2 separate regions of the Mus musculus genome follow, and region 2 is linked to region 1. A link is a contact called in public HiChIP or PLAC-seq data. All regions are on one chromosome and are shown on one strand. The core of a region is the stretch at or near the end of the contact, and the rest is flanking DNA. Distances in the headings are between cores, read along the strand shown.

What was found. HiChIP or PLAC-seq counts read pairs in DNA pulled down with a chosen protein or histone mark.
Region 2: a contact with region 1 is called in a CTCF HiChIP or PLAC-seq map of the NIH/3T3 cell line, with 9 read pairs. The contact joins two enhancer-like sites.

What each region holds. Positions count from the first base shown.
Region 1 is chr14:105,918,162-105,925,509 of GRCm38.p6, reverse strand. No RefSeq gene overlaps it. Among named protein-coding and RNA genes, the nearest start is that of Spry2, 25 kb to the right of the region's middle. Within about 2 kb of position 2,854, at least 153 of the 459 cell types and tissues checked have an H3K27ac peak or open chromatin away from gene starts, as enhancers often do. A contact at or near this core is called in the NIH/3T3 cell line, where this site is marked.
Region 2 is chr14:106,159,240-106,166,933 of GRCm38.p6, reverse strand. No RefSeq gene overlaps it. Among named protein-coding and RNA genes, the nearest start is that of Trim52, 57 kb to the right of the region's middle. Within about 2 kb of position 4,428, at least 31 of the 459 cell types and tissues checked have an H3K27ac peak or open chromatin away from gene starts, as enhancers often do. A contact at or near this core is called in the NIH/3T3 cell line, where this site is marked.

The sequences.
Region 1 (7,348 bases), core at 1,605-4,104:
ACACACATATGCACACACACGCACATTCATATACCACATACACACATGTGCACACACATACACACACTCATGCACACACACACACACAGACACACATCTTCATATACCACACACACACACACACACACACACACACACACTGGAATGAATGATGAAAACACCAAATTATCAATAACTAGTTATACAAGGTTATCTTTAACAAAAAAAAAATTTTTTTCAACAAAATAAAATTGTTGTATTTTGAACTGGGCATGGCGATACACACCTGTAATCCCAGTACTTAGGAGGCCGAGACCAGCATGGCCTATATAGTGAGACTGTACCCAAACAGAGGAAAATATGGGGGAGAAATAATTGCTACATTTTATGCTCTACTTAACATAAGAAAGGAAATTCACTTAAAATATGACAGTAATCTAGGCCTGCTTCAGCATCACTACTAAATATTAGGGGAAATGTTACCAACTAACCTAAAACTTTCTGTCAGGAGAAACGTCTCTGTCAAAACAATATGTAAAACACACACAAAAATCAGAATTTTCTTTGCTATTATTCTATCCTCCCAAACTGTCCCAGTAGAGCCAGCAGAGGGAGCACAACCATTGTGGGTTTGAATGTGTGCCTTTAAAAAAAAAAAAAAAAAAAAAAAAGCCTTTTCTCCTGGATTTTCAGATCCTTTATCATGATTGACAAAAATGATAAATCACAAATATTATTTGCCACTGGTAAATTGTCTCAAAAGTCACTTTTATTGAACAAGTGTCAAAACATTTTCTTTATTCACATTTTAGTTAAAAAAAAAAAAAAGTAATGCATGTCTGGTATAAAGGCGAAACAAACCCGGGGGAAAAATGCTTACAAAGTTAATAATCTACCTTCTATTCTGATCCATATTATGAACAGACTGGAATGTGTCTTATAACTTATTTTTAAAAAGTATATGTATATGTGAATATATGTCCTATGTGGATCATCTCTGAGTGTTTCCTACCCAATATCGAATAACGTCTTTGGGAGGAAAAATGAAATAAGCACAACGTTAGGACACGTAGTATAAGTACTTCCTGTGCAGAGCTCAGGAGTTCAGCCCTGCCGTGCAGGTGCTGCGGTCCACATGGAAACGGTGCGCATGCGTGATGCATGGGGAGCCCGTGTGCAGGTCCCTTCCTGAGATGTCATGAGGAAGACGAGGTAAACTGATTTCTAAGTCACGATTGATATTGCTAGTGTCTTCATAACACAAGATAGCAGCAATAAACTCAACCGCTTAAAGGGGGATTTTTTTTGTTACGTGAAATTAAAATACATTCTCGAATTTTTGGAATATTTTATAAATTCTAATGCAATGGAATGATCCAGTGTTTCTCTCCCAGGTGCACTGAGCCTACTTTCATTGTTTAACCAAAGGAAGGTAAAGGCTACAGGTATAGATATGATACTTTCTCCCACACAACAGGAAGAATCTTTCAATTTCTCGATGGTTTCCATCCTGTCCAATCCCTTTGCAAAGAGCTCCGGATAAATACGCATCCTAGGATATAAAGACACCAAAGTCCAGAGACCCTGCTTGCCAACGCTACCTCTGTGAATTCATTTCTGAACCCAGGGAATTTGCTGAAGCCAACACACCATGACTTGCTATGCAGTCCCATCACTCAGTTGATCTCCTTATTTGTCTCGGTGCCTACTAGACACGTTCTTGACTAATGCCAGTTGCTGTTGAACTTTGACCCCATATAAGTGTTAAGGTCTCCCACGTAGAAGAAGGAAATCTGCAGGAAGAGGATGGTGATGTGGGCAAATAATAACAATAACAACAACAATAATAATAGGGGAAACTGGAAGGATGACGGAAGGGAAGACCTTATTTACATGACTACAACATATTCTTTTTGGAGGTAAAGAATGTAATTAGTGAGCTGTGATTTCCTTCCCATCTCCTGAGAACAGAAAAGACCGTCTGTCTCTTGTGGTGGTTGTAATTTGCGTTTCGTTATGTTTTCTTTGCTAAGGGCTTTCAATGTTCAGAAAAATGTTCGAGTTACTGCACTTTGTAATAAAGTAAGAGGACACAGCACCGCGGTCCTCATTCCTCATTGACACAAACCAAGGAACGGGATGTCCAAAGCCTGGCTCAATGTCACAGGAAAGGCTGTTGCCGAAGTAGAGGTGGGCCCCCCCCCCCCCCCCCGAGAGCCCTTTAGGTTATCCACAAAATCAACACAAGCAGTCTAGATTTGTTATCTCGCCCCTTTCTGTCTCAGGCTGAGTGACAAAGAGTGCTTGGTGAGATACTGAGTAAGACTGACAACACAGGAAGTCCATTCTGGGGGCAAGCTGTGTGAGTGGCAGCCAAGCAGGAGGCCAGGAGGCAAGTCTGCGCACAGCTCCTTTCTCCCTAGCTCACCCCTACATGTGGCCCAGAGGCCGCAGTGATCCAGAAAAGGAGATGCTAAGGCCACGGAGGTTCCAGCTGCTTTGAAATTCACCGAACCAGTCCATTTCTAAGCATCTGTTAGCAAGAGGAAGCTGTGACTCAATGGGGGTGAAATGAGTCATCTAGACGACAGAGCCCTCGACATTTCCAAGTCGTTTGTGTGTTAATTCACAGATAATTTATATCCTTATTTATAAACTATGTTTAGAAACCGTCCAAGCGTTCAAGGAATCCTTTCTGACACAGTAGTGTGTTCAGTAAATCCAGTTCTTTCAAACATGTTAATACAGTTCTCAAGAATTCCTCCTAGATAGATCACATTTGAGCCTCAAATGTTGAACCTGAGGAGAAGTTATATCCAAACAGTCTCAGAGTGAACAACGGCCATAGGAGGAAGAGCTATTCATATGGAAACCACACCCACTGCTGAACTCACTGTTAAAACAGTCCGGGGGGACACTGTGAGTGTACAAAGTACACTGACCTAACCATGTGGCACAAACTTTGACTTATTTGTGCTACCACAGCAGTGTACTTCCCTGCAAATACAACAACAGTGATTCTACTGCAAACGGAATTTCACCGTCTTCCTGTAGACATGCCTTTCATGACAAGCATCTAGTCACGGATAACCTCTAACCAAATCAGGAAGAAAAAGAAATTCATCGGTAATTAGACACTAAACATCCCACTACTCCATCCATCATTTCTCCTCTACTACTGAATCATGACAAACGATACTTCTAAACAATGATAGTAATCAAGGTATGTTGTACAATGGGATATTAATAACCTTAGAATTAATTTTAAGATGAGCTGCTTATGTTTAAATGATTTGAAATATATATAGTATGTAAAAATCAGAGGCCCTAAAGTATGTTTCTTTCTTAACTCTTATTGTATACAAGATATGAAAACCCTAATTTCTAGGAAGGCATTCTATGATTTATTAGAAAATATCTTGTCATATTTTTAAAAATTTTTAGAATAACTTCTATTATGGTTCTCATTAAAAATGGATCCTTTTCTCAATACTAGCTATTTATAAAACAAAGAAACACACTAATCATTACAGAAGAGAATTCTTTTTATATCCTGTGTCCCTTACAGATGTTTAATCATTGGCAAAGAAATCAGAGGCTAGCTGCTCTTATCTGGAGAGTAAACATATCCAAGGAGGAAGATAGACACACAAGGACCCCCAAAGAGACTGAAAAGTTGCAAATTGTTTTTTCTGAAGAGAAAAGATCTCCTCTATGGTGGCAAAGACTCTAGCATGGAGTTCCTAAATCAAGAGACTGAAGAAAAACTACTGGTCTCATCAAAACTCCAAAAAAAAAAAAAAAAAAAAAAAAAAAAACGGGCTCTCAGAAGAAACAAATGCGGTAACATCCGAAGCCCCCATCAAATTGCTGCAGAACCTTAGAAAAGAACTGGTACCTGTAAAATCATTGAGCCAATGGACCAATGCTTTAGAAACTGCCCCCACCCCCACCCCACCCCCACCCCCGTCATCTTCCTTTCAAAAACAGGGAGAACCGGATAAGGGCCATTTGTTGCAACAAACGGATTGCAAAAATAAACGTTTAAATAAGTGGGGGGGGGGGGGAGGCCAATGGACGTCTAGCATTATAAAGAGGAGTGTTTAGCTTTTAAATCATCCAAACTGCTTTGCCAAATTTTGACATGCTTGGTTTCCTGTAGTTAAAAAAAAAAAAAATGAAAAAAATGAAATCTCTCTCTCTCTCTCTCTCTCTCTCTGCTTTGAAAAAAAAAGTGAGGAAAAATAAGCAGCTGTTCCTTGTATAGTTCAGGAAACGAGTTTGATTTATTACTTTAAGGTTATTTTTGAATGAGCTGCCCGTGGCAGGCAGAGCGCAGAAGTCACTGAGGCCTGTCCACTTGAAGGGCTCAAACTGTTTCCCGAACAGCCCTCCTTCACTCCTCACCTCTGAGGGCCATTATTGACAACGTGTGACTGGGGCCTTCCAGGATTCTAAAACAGCAGGGGTCCCGGCTAAACAATCGGGCTGCCAATTACCTTTTCCCCTGTTGTGAAAGAGGGGCCCAGGACAAAGCAACTTCTCAGCGGGGTGCTGTGCAGCTCGGAGTTTCTAACCCACTCTTGCCCAGCTCAGCATTGAAAACCCAGTAAATGGTTGGTGCCTTCACTTTTGTCTGTGTGTGTCAGTCCGAACCAGAATTGCCGTAAGGTGAGAGCATCTCCCAGGGACCGGTTTCAAATGCTCTCCAGGGCAAACAGATTCTGGACGTTGTTGTCTCAGAACTTCCAAGCAGGTTTCCTTTTCTGAGATCCACACAGACACAAAGAGCCCCGGGGCTCCCAACCCCCTTCTGCGGGCTTGTCCCGCCACAACGCCCAGGCTTCCCTTACCTATATTGTGGCTTTAAAAACTTCCTGTGAGCATTGATGACTTGCTGTGAGGACTGTCCGTCATCCCGCTCCTTTGTCTGGCAGTCACTTCCATTCGAATTTGACTGACTGAGGCAGCCCGAGTTATTTGTAAAGAACAACAAGGCTTTTCATTCATAATTTTTGTAGGGGGTCGGGGTGCTAATGACTGAGCTTGAATAACTAGGGAATGCGGTATTCAAGGCAGGAAGATGCACCACCGGCTGCCAAAGGGAGGAAGGAAAAGGATGTGAGGAAAGGGCCTGGGTAAAAAGCCAATGACCCAATGGCCGGAGGATCACACATGTATACAAATACAAATCGAGGTCTGAAAAGGTGAGAACCTGGAAAACAGAGATGCAGGAAGGAGGAAGACCAGGTCGCCCAACAGGCCTGCACCTGCTTTGGCCTGACAAGAGGATGAACCCTGTGACCAACTGCGGAGGAAGCGCTCTTTTCTTAACTGCTGATGCCCCTGGGGGGGCTTTTGGTTTTGTTTTTTGAGCGTTTGTTTGTTGTTTTCTGATTGTTTGGTTTGTTTTTTTAGGAAAAGTTTTCCCCTCTCCTTTGGTACCCTTCTTATATTTGGAAAGTATTTGAGGATCCTTCCAGGGTGCTCAGCTTGGCCATCAAGTCTGAGTTCCAAGAAGGTGATGTGTGTGGGGTCTGTTGTCACTTTTGTGTGCCTTATTTCGATCATGGTATGCAATCTTGCCTATGTCATGTTCCCAAGGAACAGAATTTTCATAAATGTAAATTTCTGGTTGAATAGTTATGCGATTTATGTTTATTGTTGAATTAGTAAAACTGCAGTTTGGGTTTTCTAAGTCGAGAAGAGCAAGTTGTCAGGCTGAGAACGCATAGTTCAATGGTTGGGTACTTGCCTGACACCAGAGGCTCTCTGTCAGTTCTCGGCAGCCACAAGCATGCCTCCCCATTGACCCTTATGAAAGAAATAACCCTTATGTGTATTCTTGGTTACCTGCTTTAAAAAAAAAAATCAATGTAATCGCGTGAAATGTTAATTTTGGTAATGACTAGCAGAAATGGGTCCTTAATCATTTACTTTATAGAACGCTGGTGGCAGTTGTTGTTTTGAGATGGGTTCTCTCTATTATATAGCGCTGGCTGTGCTGGAACCCATGTGGACCAAGTTGGCCGCCTCCGCCTCCCAAGCGCTGGGATGACAGATGGATGTGCGCCACCACTTGCAGGCCTGTTCCTAAAGAACCCTTGGAGCAACTGAAACCAGAGGTCAAAGATCAGGTCTCCTGTTGGATGTATACATTTCTCTAAAATTTTAAGTCATGCAAACGGAAAAAAAAAATGTTTTTTGTTAAAATTCAGGAGCCAGCTACAATTATTGTTTTTAAGGACGGACATCCCATCCAATTCTTTTTGAGACAAGATCTCATTATCTAGTCCATGGTGTCTTCAAACTCCAATCCTCCTGGTCAGCCTCTGGAGTGCTAACATTCCCCGGCAGGGGCCACCACACCTGGTTTCTGATGGCCTTTCATAGCCCCACAGTTACCTGGCAATAGCGAGGTGTGCCTGACTCACTATAAAAGGGGCCACCTGTTCCCTCCCCTCTCTCTTGCCCTCTTACTCCTGGTCCTTACTCTCTCTCTCTCTCTCTCTCTCTCACTCTCTCTCTCTCTCTCTCTCTCTCTCTCTCTCCCTCTCTCTCCATTCATTCCCCTTCCCCCCTCAATGTGCTCACGGCCAGCCTCTCTCTCTCTCTCTCTCTCTCTCTCTCTCTCTCTCTCTCTCCCCTCTCCCCTCCCCCCTCCCCTCCCCTCCCCTTCCCATTTCCTGAATAAACTGTTCTATACTGTACTTCAGAGGGGGAAGGGATGCCTCAGCATAGAAGCGCCCCCTTCCCTTACACCATACCATGCCTCCACCAACATATTCCTTTTCTCCTTATCTTTTTATAAAACACAACTGTTTCCATGTCATTCTCATGACTACTATGCCCTGCTCAGCGAGGAAACTGAGGGTATAAGATGTTACAGTACTTTGTGTGTGTGTGTGCTGTTCTTTACCCCAAAGGGTGGGACATGGGCATTTTTTGGTTGGTTTGTTATTGAAGTAGTCCACAATGGCCTCAAACTTGCTATGTCTCTGAGGATAACCGAGAACTCCGGATCCTCCAGGACTTATACATCCGGAAGATTGACTGATAGGACAAGGTAGGACACACCACACCTGTCTTTCCTAGTATTTTCTATTCATTTCCACTTCAGTGCTCAAGGTATAGGCATGAGAACACATTCCTCAAAAGCTCTAAAACAAATCCAAATTAAGTGTTGAATGCCACATTTATTATTTTATTTATTTATTCACTCGGCTGTTTGTGCCAAGCCAAAATAAAGTCTGATGGACTGGGTTTACCTTGGAGCTTCTTGTGCCATATCTTCACACATCCCTCGGTTTCTGAGAGCAGGATTAGATAACTTTCCCCGAGACTTTAACTGAAAATTGGTTGACAAGGT
Region 2 (7,694 bases), core at 3,179-5,678, 240 kb before region 1:
GAGAAAAACCAAAACTATTATAAAAAAGTATTAAACACCTTAAATTTCAATAGTTATCATATCACAAAGTAAAGACAATAGTTGGAAGACTGAATCAAAGTGCTCCTCCATGTATAACACAGCATATTAACTTTGGAAGAAAATTATGACCCCAGTACATAAACTACCTTACATGCACTGCATCTTTTAATATATACACTAAACTTGTGATGATACCAAATATTTACAAAATTATTTAGAAAACTATTCACAAAATTACGTTCAATTTGAACTTTAGAAAGTAGACTAAGGTTTTTATTCCAAATTTTTCTGTTTCAGAAAGTTGAAATATTAAAATGTACTCTTTATATACTATGATCTAAAGATAAATGTGTAGGAACTAAGATATTAAGAATAGTATATGGGGTTGATTTAATATGTAGTATAGAAAATCTTGCCATGTCAGTTACACAAATGTTCAATCATCAATTCAGAAAATTGGATTAAATCAATACGTATATTTTCTGCACAAGAGTAGTTAAATAATTAAAAAACCACCTTATATTCATGTGAATGAAATGTAGTAAGTACCTGCTCTTAGGTGTTTGGTCTGACACCCGTTCCTAATGCACTCTTGTGTTCAGATGATCAGCATCTTTTTAACCATGCTGCTTGCAAGTTCCTAATGAGTTATTCTGCTTTGTAACATAGTGATTATGTACAATATAGATGTATGCACATATCTACAGTGCATGTATCTTATAGGTACATATGCATTCTCCTCAGTCAATGGCAAGTTTCCCCTTATACTCCATATCCCCCTTTGCCTCCTTCCATTTCAACACCTCACATATTTCCCTGAAGGCAATATGAAATCTTGCCCATTATTAATCTTGGCCATGATTAGTTGCTGAAACTAAAACATGGTGGCAGCAGAAAGTCATTAGCTAGTCCAAGTTTTGGCCTAAGATCAACAGTGCTGGTTATAATCTACATCTTGGTAATGACCTGGATTTTGTTAAGAATGAGAAGAGCCAAAAATCAACTAGAGTGGCTATAAACAAAAGTTTGAGATGTGATTGATGCAAAATTCCCTTTCCACTCTAACCCCATGCCTATTTAGAAATCACATGCTGCCCAAGGCTATGGGTAGTAAGTCAGATTTAATACAGAGCCCACTTCCAATTGGTAATGCTCTGTTTATAAAGCAAAAGAGTGCAATGAAAAGAATGTTAAACGAGAGGTCAGGAAATTTGTAGCCCTTCCCAGGTATTTCAAGTTCACATGCTTTTCCTGAAAATTACCATACACAAATGCACATATGCAGGGAAGAAGATGATGCAAGTCACTCCCTTTGGCCTGAAGGAGCTGACACCCTGTTAGGAGAAACTGGAGTAGCTACTGTTAACCTCCCCAGTTTCCAACATGGAAAAGAAAATTATTAACTATCTCATACACTTCGTAGGTGAAACTGTAATATCCGTGCGGGAAGAGGGACCTAGCCTAGAGAAAATACATCCTACAATGACATTCCACTGGATGGCAATATCTGCGTCCACAGTTTTTGTCACCAAATGCTATTTGAGTGACTACACTGAAAATGGATCAATAGTTGATGCTGATTTTATTTTTCTACAAATTATTTCTTGGTTGCAAAGATTTTTAACAATAATTTTATTTCCATGAAACTTACTAGACACATATACTACATACATAAGGAGAGAAGAAAGGATAATACAAAAGCCATAAATAAGAAATATTTACCAAAAAGCCATGCTTGCTTCAGAATACTTGTCAACTGCCATCAGATGAAAATAAAATTTGAAAAAAATTAGACTGCTTGAGGCATGAAGAAGAGATGGGAAAAGAAAGGGATTCATTAGAATTATAATTTTTCTTTTTATCCTTTCCCCTGAAACTTCTAATGAGAAGGTTACATTGATAGCTAATCCTTCTATAAAGTTAGCTGAAGAGATTTCTAAAATTTCTGAGCCAAAAATATCTGTCATTCATCTACTACAGGATGCATTCATGACACTACTGTTCACACAGCCTTTGGGACAGAGACAAAGAAGAAATTTTGTACTTATTGTTCTATCTGATCTACAATGCATTGATATCGAAGTATGTGTAATATCAGCCACACAATCTCAGCAATAAGCTAAATAGAAGTGGGTCAGAAGTTGTCTTAGTCAGAGTTTCTATTCCTGCACAAACATCATGACCAAGAAGCAAGTTGGGGAGGAAAGGGTTTATTCGGCTTACACTTCCATGCTGCTGTTCATCACCAAGGGAAGTCAGGACTGGAACTCAAACAGGTCAGAAAGCAGGAGCTGATGCAGAGGCCATGGAGGGATGTTACTTACCAGCTTGACTGCTTCCCCTGGCTTGCTCAGCTTGCTCTCTTATAGAACCAAGACTACCAGCCCAGAGATGGCACCACCCACAAGGGGCCTTTCCCCCTTGATCACTAATTGAGAAAATGCCTTACAGCTGGATCTCATGGAGGCATTTCCCCAACTGAAGCTCCTTTCTCTGTGATAACTCCAGCTGTGTCAAGTTGACACAAAACCAGCCAGTACAGCAGTATACAATGACAGCTGGAGACAGGAAGTGTACACTGACAGCTGGAGACAGGAAGTATATACTGACAGACAGCTGGAGACAGGAAGTGTACACTGACAGACAGCTGGAGACAGGAAGTGTACACTGACAGACAGCTGGAGACAGGAAGTGTACACTGACAGACAACTGGAGACAGGAAGTGTACACTGACAGCTGGAGACAGAAAGTGTACACTGACAGCTGGAGACAGGAAGTGGACACTGACAGACAGCTGGAGACAGAAAGTGTACACTGACAGACAGCTGGAGACAGGAAGTGGACACTGACAGCTAGAGACAGGAAGTGTACACTGACAGACAGCTGGAGACAGGAAGTGGACACTGACAGCTGGAGACAGGAAGTGGACACTGACAGACAGCTGGAGACAGGAAGTGGACACTGACAGCTGGAGACAGGAAGTGGACACTGACAGACAGCTGGAGACAGGAAGTGGACACTGACAGCTGGAGACAGGAAGTGGACACTGACAGCTGGAGACAGGAAGTGGACACTGACAGACAGCTGGAGACAGGAAGTGGACACTGACAGCTGGAGACAGGAAGTGGACACTGACAGCTGGAGACAGGAAGTGGACACTGACAGACAGCTGGAGACAGGAAGTGGACACTGACAGCTGGAGACAGGAAGTGGACACTGACAGCTGGAGACAGGAAGGGAAAATTTGGATGTGGTTACTTCATAAGGAAAATAAAGCAGCAAGGAGCGCCATGATGACACAGACTCTACTATAAAGAACCAGCATAAATGAGAAAGTATGAACAAATGGAGATAAGGTAATCTGTCAGGATACTACTATTTCATAAAATTTCTTGCTTAACTGCCTAGTTTGAAGGAAAGACCCCTGCTACTTCCTGGTAATTTCAGAAGGGTCAGGCAGGAGTCCTGCCATATAGGGTTACATAGCAAGACAGTGACTCAAAACATCCCTCCAAGAAGCCCTTCAACTATGGCAGTTGTTCTCAGCCTTCCTAATGTTGCAATCTTTTAATACAGTTCCTCATGTTGTGGTGATTCCCAACCATAAAATTATTTTTGTTACTACATCATAACTGTAAGTTTGCAGTTATGAATCATAATGTAGTAAGGAGAGAAGAAAAGATAATACAAAAGCCACAAATAAGTTCCTTTACCAAAAGCCAAGTTCACATCAGAACACTTGTTAACAGACATTAGATGAAAGTAAAATTGGAGAAAATTAGGCTACTTGAGGGGCAAAAAATGAGACAAGCAAAAAAAAAGGGGGGGGGGATTCGTTAAAATTACAGTTTTTCCTACCCATAGGTTGAGAAACCACTGATCTACAGAATTGCTTGAGAATATTACAGTCCCATTTAGCAATTTATTCTGCATGGACTAACTGCATAATCAATTGATTGATTTATCACATTTGATTGAAGAACCTTCGAGATATTGAGCTACCTGCCTAACTATGGCTAGTATATAGTAGACATACAGACTACTAAACAGGCAAATGGAAGGAGTAAATAAGATAGAGAAATAACATCCTGTGAGCTGAGAAATATGTAGAGTTGGGGCATAGATGAACAAGAGAAAGACAGTAAGGCTTCCAGCAAGCAGTCATATATAAGTTAAGCTCTGGCATGTAAAAGTTAATGAAGAGAGCTAAAATTTCTTGGGGGAAAAATATTTAAGATTTGAGAGCAAGAACAAGAGAAATAAAGCCACTGGTAAAGGTGGCTTTTTCTGGCTAGAGTTCAGAATTCCAGTTTTCACGTATTCAGAAAGGAAGCAAAACTAGACAGCAGGCTCCAGATCAAGAGCCTTGTGAGTCATGCCAAAGGAGTTTGGAAGCTAAAGAGCACCGGGGAGCCAGTAAAGGATTGTAAGCTGATTAGTGACAAAACAGGAATTGGAGAGTGATTCTGCTGGTAGGGATGAAGAGGCTGAAGGAGTTATGCAGCTGAATTAACATGGAATAAAAGCACAATGAATATTGCTACAAATAGCATAAGCAAATGGAAACATGATACAAACGAAAGCAATCCATCTTAAAGGGGGTGTGTGATACATGAAACCAGGCTAAATAAATAAATAGGACACAGATGATAGGTGTTACAAGCAATAGGAAAGACCTCACACACACACAATGAGCTTTGGCTAAAGAGAAGGCTGGAATGACAACAGAGAAAAGAGAAGGGTACCTTTACACATGCTAGAGAAATGCTTTCTTATATGTGTAGAAAGAAACAAGACAGGTCAGAAATAATGCCAATGGAAAATACACGTTGTCATAAATTTTTCTCTAGTAATTAAATTTTTCTCCAGTAACTAGCTTTCTATATAAAAATTTAAAAAGTATTTTTAATTCCCAGTAATTAAGTCATTGATTACAAGAAAAAAAGGCTAGAATGAATTTGACAAAGCTAGCAGTGCTTTTAGTTTCTGCACTCTGAAAAGAAAATGAATTAGACTAGCCAAGAAGAATTGTTGGACAACTAGGATCTACTCAAAAGGATGGAACCCGAAAATACCACCTTTCTGAGGCATCTACAGGGAAAGTATAAAAATTTGGGATAGTCACTATATCATAGACTCCATTTGAACATGGTAACTCCTGAAGATTACTTTGACAGTGGGTAAGAATGAGCAGAGCTGCCTGGAATAAACATGGGGGAAAGAGCAATGGAATTAAGAGGCAAAGGTTAGAGTCTGTGGAGTGCAGGGAGAGAGGAAAGCCTGTAGGCACTGCATACAGACTTCACAAACACAGTGATCTTGGCAGCAGTATCCATTTTACCTGTGGTTACATGATTCCAGGTAGGGCCAGACAGGACACCTGCAAAAGTATGCATACATATAGGATACTTAAACTTTTCTAGCAATCTTCATCAGTACAGAGCATGAAAAGAAATATCATATTGGAGTAATTTTAAGGTTTGAGATCATCTGGACAACGATGTTAAAATAAAACACAATGATCCCGGCCAGACACAAGTAGAACTGTCAGAAGTCTGACAGACGAGAGAATAGAAGACTAGATAAACGGCTTTTAAAAGAATCTGAAAGTGGAAATAAACGTTTGTATATGTACCAAAAACAATCGCGTATAGAAATACGGGGGTTTTCAAAATACTTGTTTCTGAGGGGTGCTACAGCATGCATGTAGAGTCAGCTCTTTCCGTCCACCTTCACTTGGGTTCTACAAATCTCACTGTGACAAGCACTTTCACAATGGGAGCCGTACTGCCACCTCCAAATGTAGCTTTTTACCGTAACTTTGTAAAAGACAAAGGACTCAAAACTAAAATATAAGCTAGCACAAGTCACTAAAATAGGACGGACAGGGAGATTATAATACTGGTTGTGTTATAGATTGTCCAACTATAATAAAAATCACATTATTGTGTCCTTTTAGGAAGCAACGGTCTATGACACAACGGTCTATGGCACAACGGTCTATGTTTTTTATTTTTTAACATAGTATTTTACTATTTATATTGCATTTTGCCAGATCATATTAGGTAACTTTCAGAGAAACTTAACCTGGTTAAATGGAAATTGACCCACATCCCAGACCAGTTTATTGAAGGATAAGAGATTCCTGGGATTCACACTAGAAACTCATAAATGACATCCTTCTCAGAATTGATTTAAAAAAAAAAAAAAACACTTGAGTCCTAATAAAGCAGAGATACTGGTTACTAGGCTCAGATTCATTGTGAATACGTTGCTGAACTAGTACTTTGTTTTATTGGTGACATTATGCATAAACGTACAAAATTTTAGTTAATAAAATTATATTGTTACTATAAGAAAATACTGGTGAGTTTTCTTTTCAATCAGTAGTTTTGTGTGGACATAACTATTTACTTAGTAGAATTTGCTATGGCTCTATATTTCCACAGTTAATGCTCAACTGTGTTTATTACTTATGAGAGACTCTCTGCTGATTTCCAACCATTTGAAATATTGAATTTAAGGGTTTATAGACAAGATATAAGTCATATACTGTGTGCTTACATGGTATTGTGAAGGCACTGACTCAACAGTGTCCTGATACAGAAGGCCAAGCATTACAGCTCCCCGAGGAAAGTTGGTGAAATCAGTTGAGCATAATTTGAATTCTTTGCTTAGTTAATTATCATGGCTCCAACGTGGCCTACTGTAAAAAGGTTTCTCAGCAAACTGCTTTCCGAGCTGTGGGCAGTTTGTAGGAGTTATAGTTCTTTTACACGCCACACAGGTTCTCTTTGTTTACCTGCCTCTGTGTTATAGGTGTCGTTGCACTTTAGTTTACAAGCAACCCTGATTCATAAGCAAGCTACAGCGATGATTTAAATAGTCTTCCAGTCTTCTCGAGTGGGTCTGAATGTGCGCATGAACTCTTTGTTATCTTAATAAATATATCCATCAGTTCACTGTGGATAAAGACTTAAAACACATAAGCCTCCGAGTCCTGTTACTCAATATCCCTCTGAAAGCTCCCAGGCCCCAGACTGATAATTACCACACCGTATGCCTGTTGCTTCGCTCATTATCTTATTATCTACTCTTAATATCCTTAGCAATTAAGATCATATCCAGTGTGTCTGGAGGAAGGGTGACCTGGACCAGACTTCCTAAGATGTTATCTGCTGCAGGCACTGAAGCTGTGATGAGAATCTGATGAAAACAATATTGAAAGGGGGAAAAAAAAAGCTACTTCAGTCTTTGTTCCAGGGAAGAAAGAAAAACTGCTGGGAGTTGTTGTTGTTGTTGTGTCAGCTATATATACTATTATTTGCTCATCTGTGTTAGCTCATCTACATTGAAACCAAGCCTGCCAGAATCTCCTGTTTGCTTCCCATTCCTTTAAGTCAAAAAGAGGTGCTCCAGGTGACATTGGAAGGTGAAACCCAAGCACTGTCCCTTCATACGGGGAGGCCAGCTCAGGACACCAGGCACCACTTCAACCTAGGCCTGTTGTCTCTATGAGGCTGGCTCCGCTGAAATGGGGCGCGGGTCACAGGAGGAACTGTTCCTCCCACTGGATCCTCCTGTAACTTCTCTGAATCCTGGGCCAATGTGGCCTGCTCTGTAGCATCACCTTTAAGTCACCAGGTATACTGATGAGCTATTTACATCCCAAC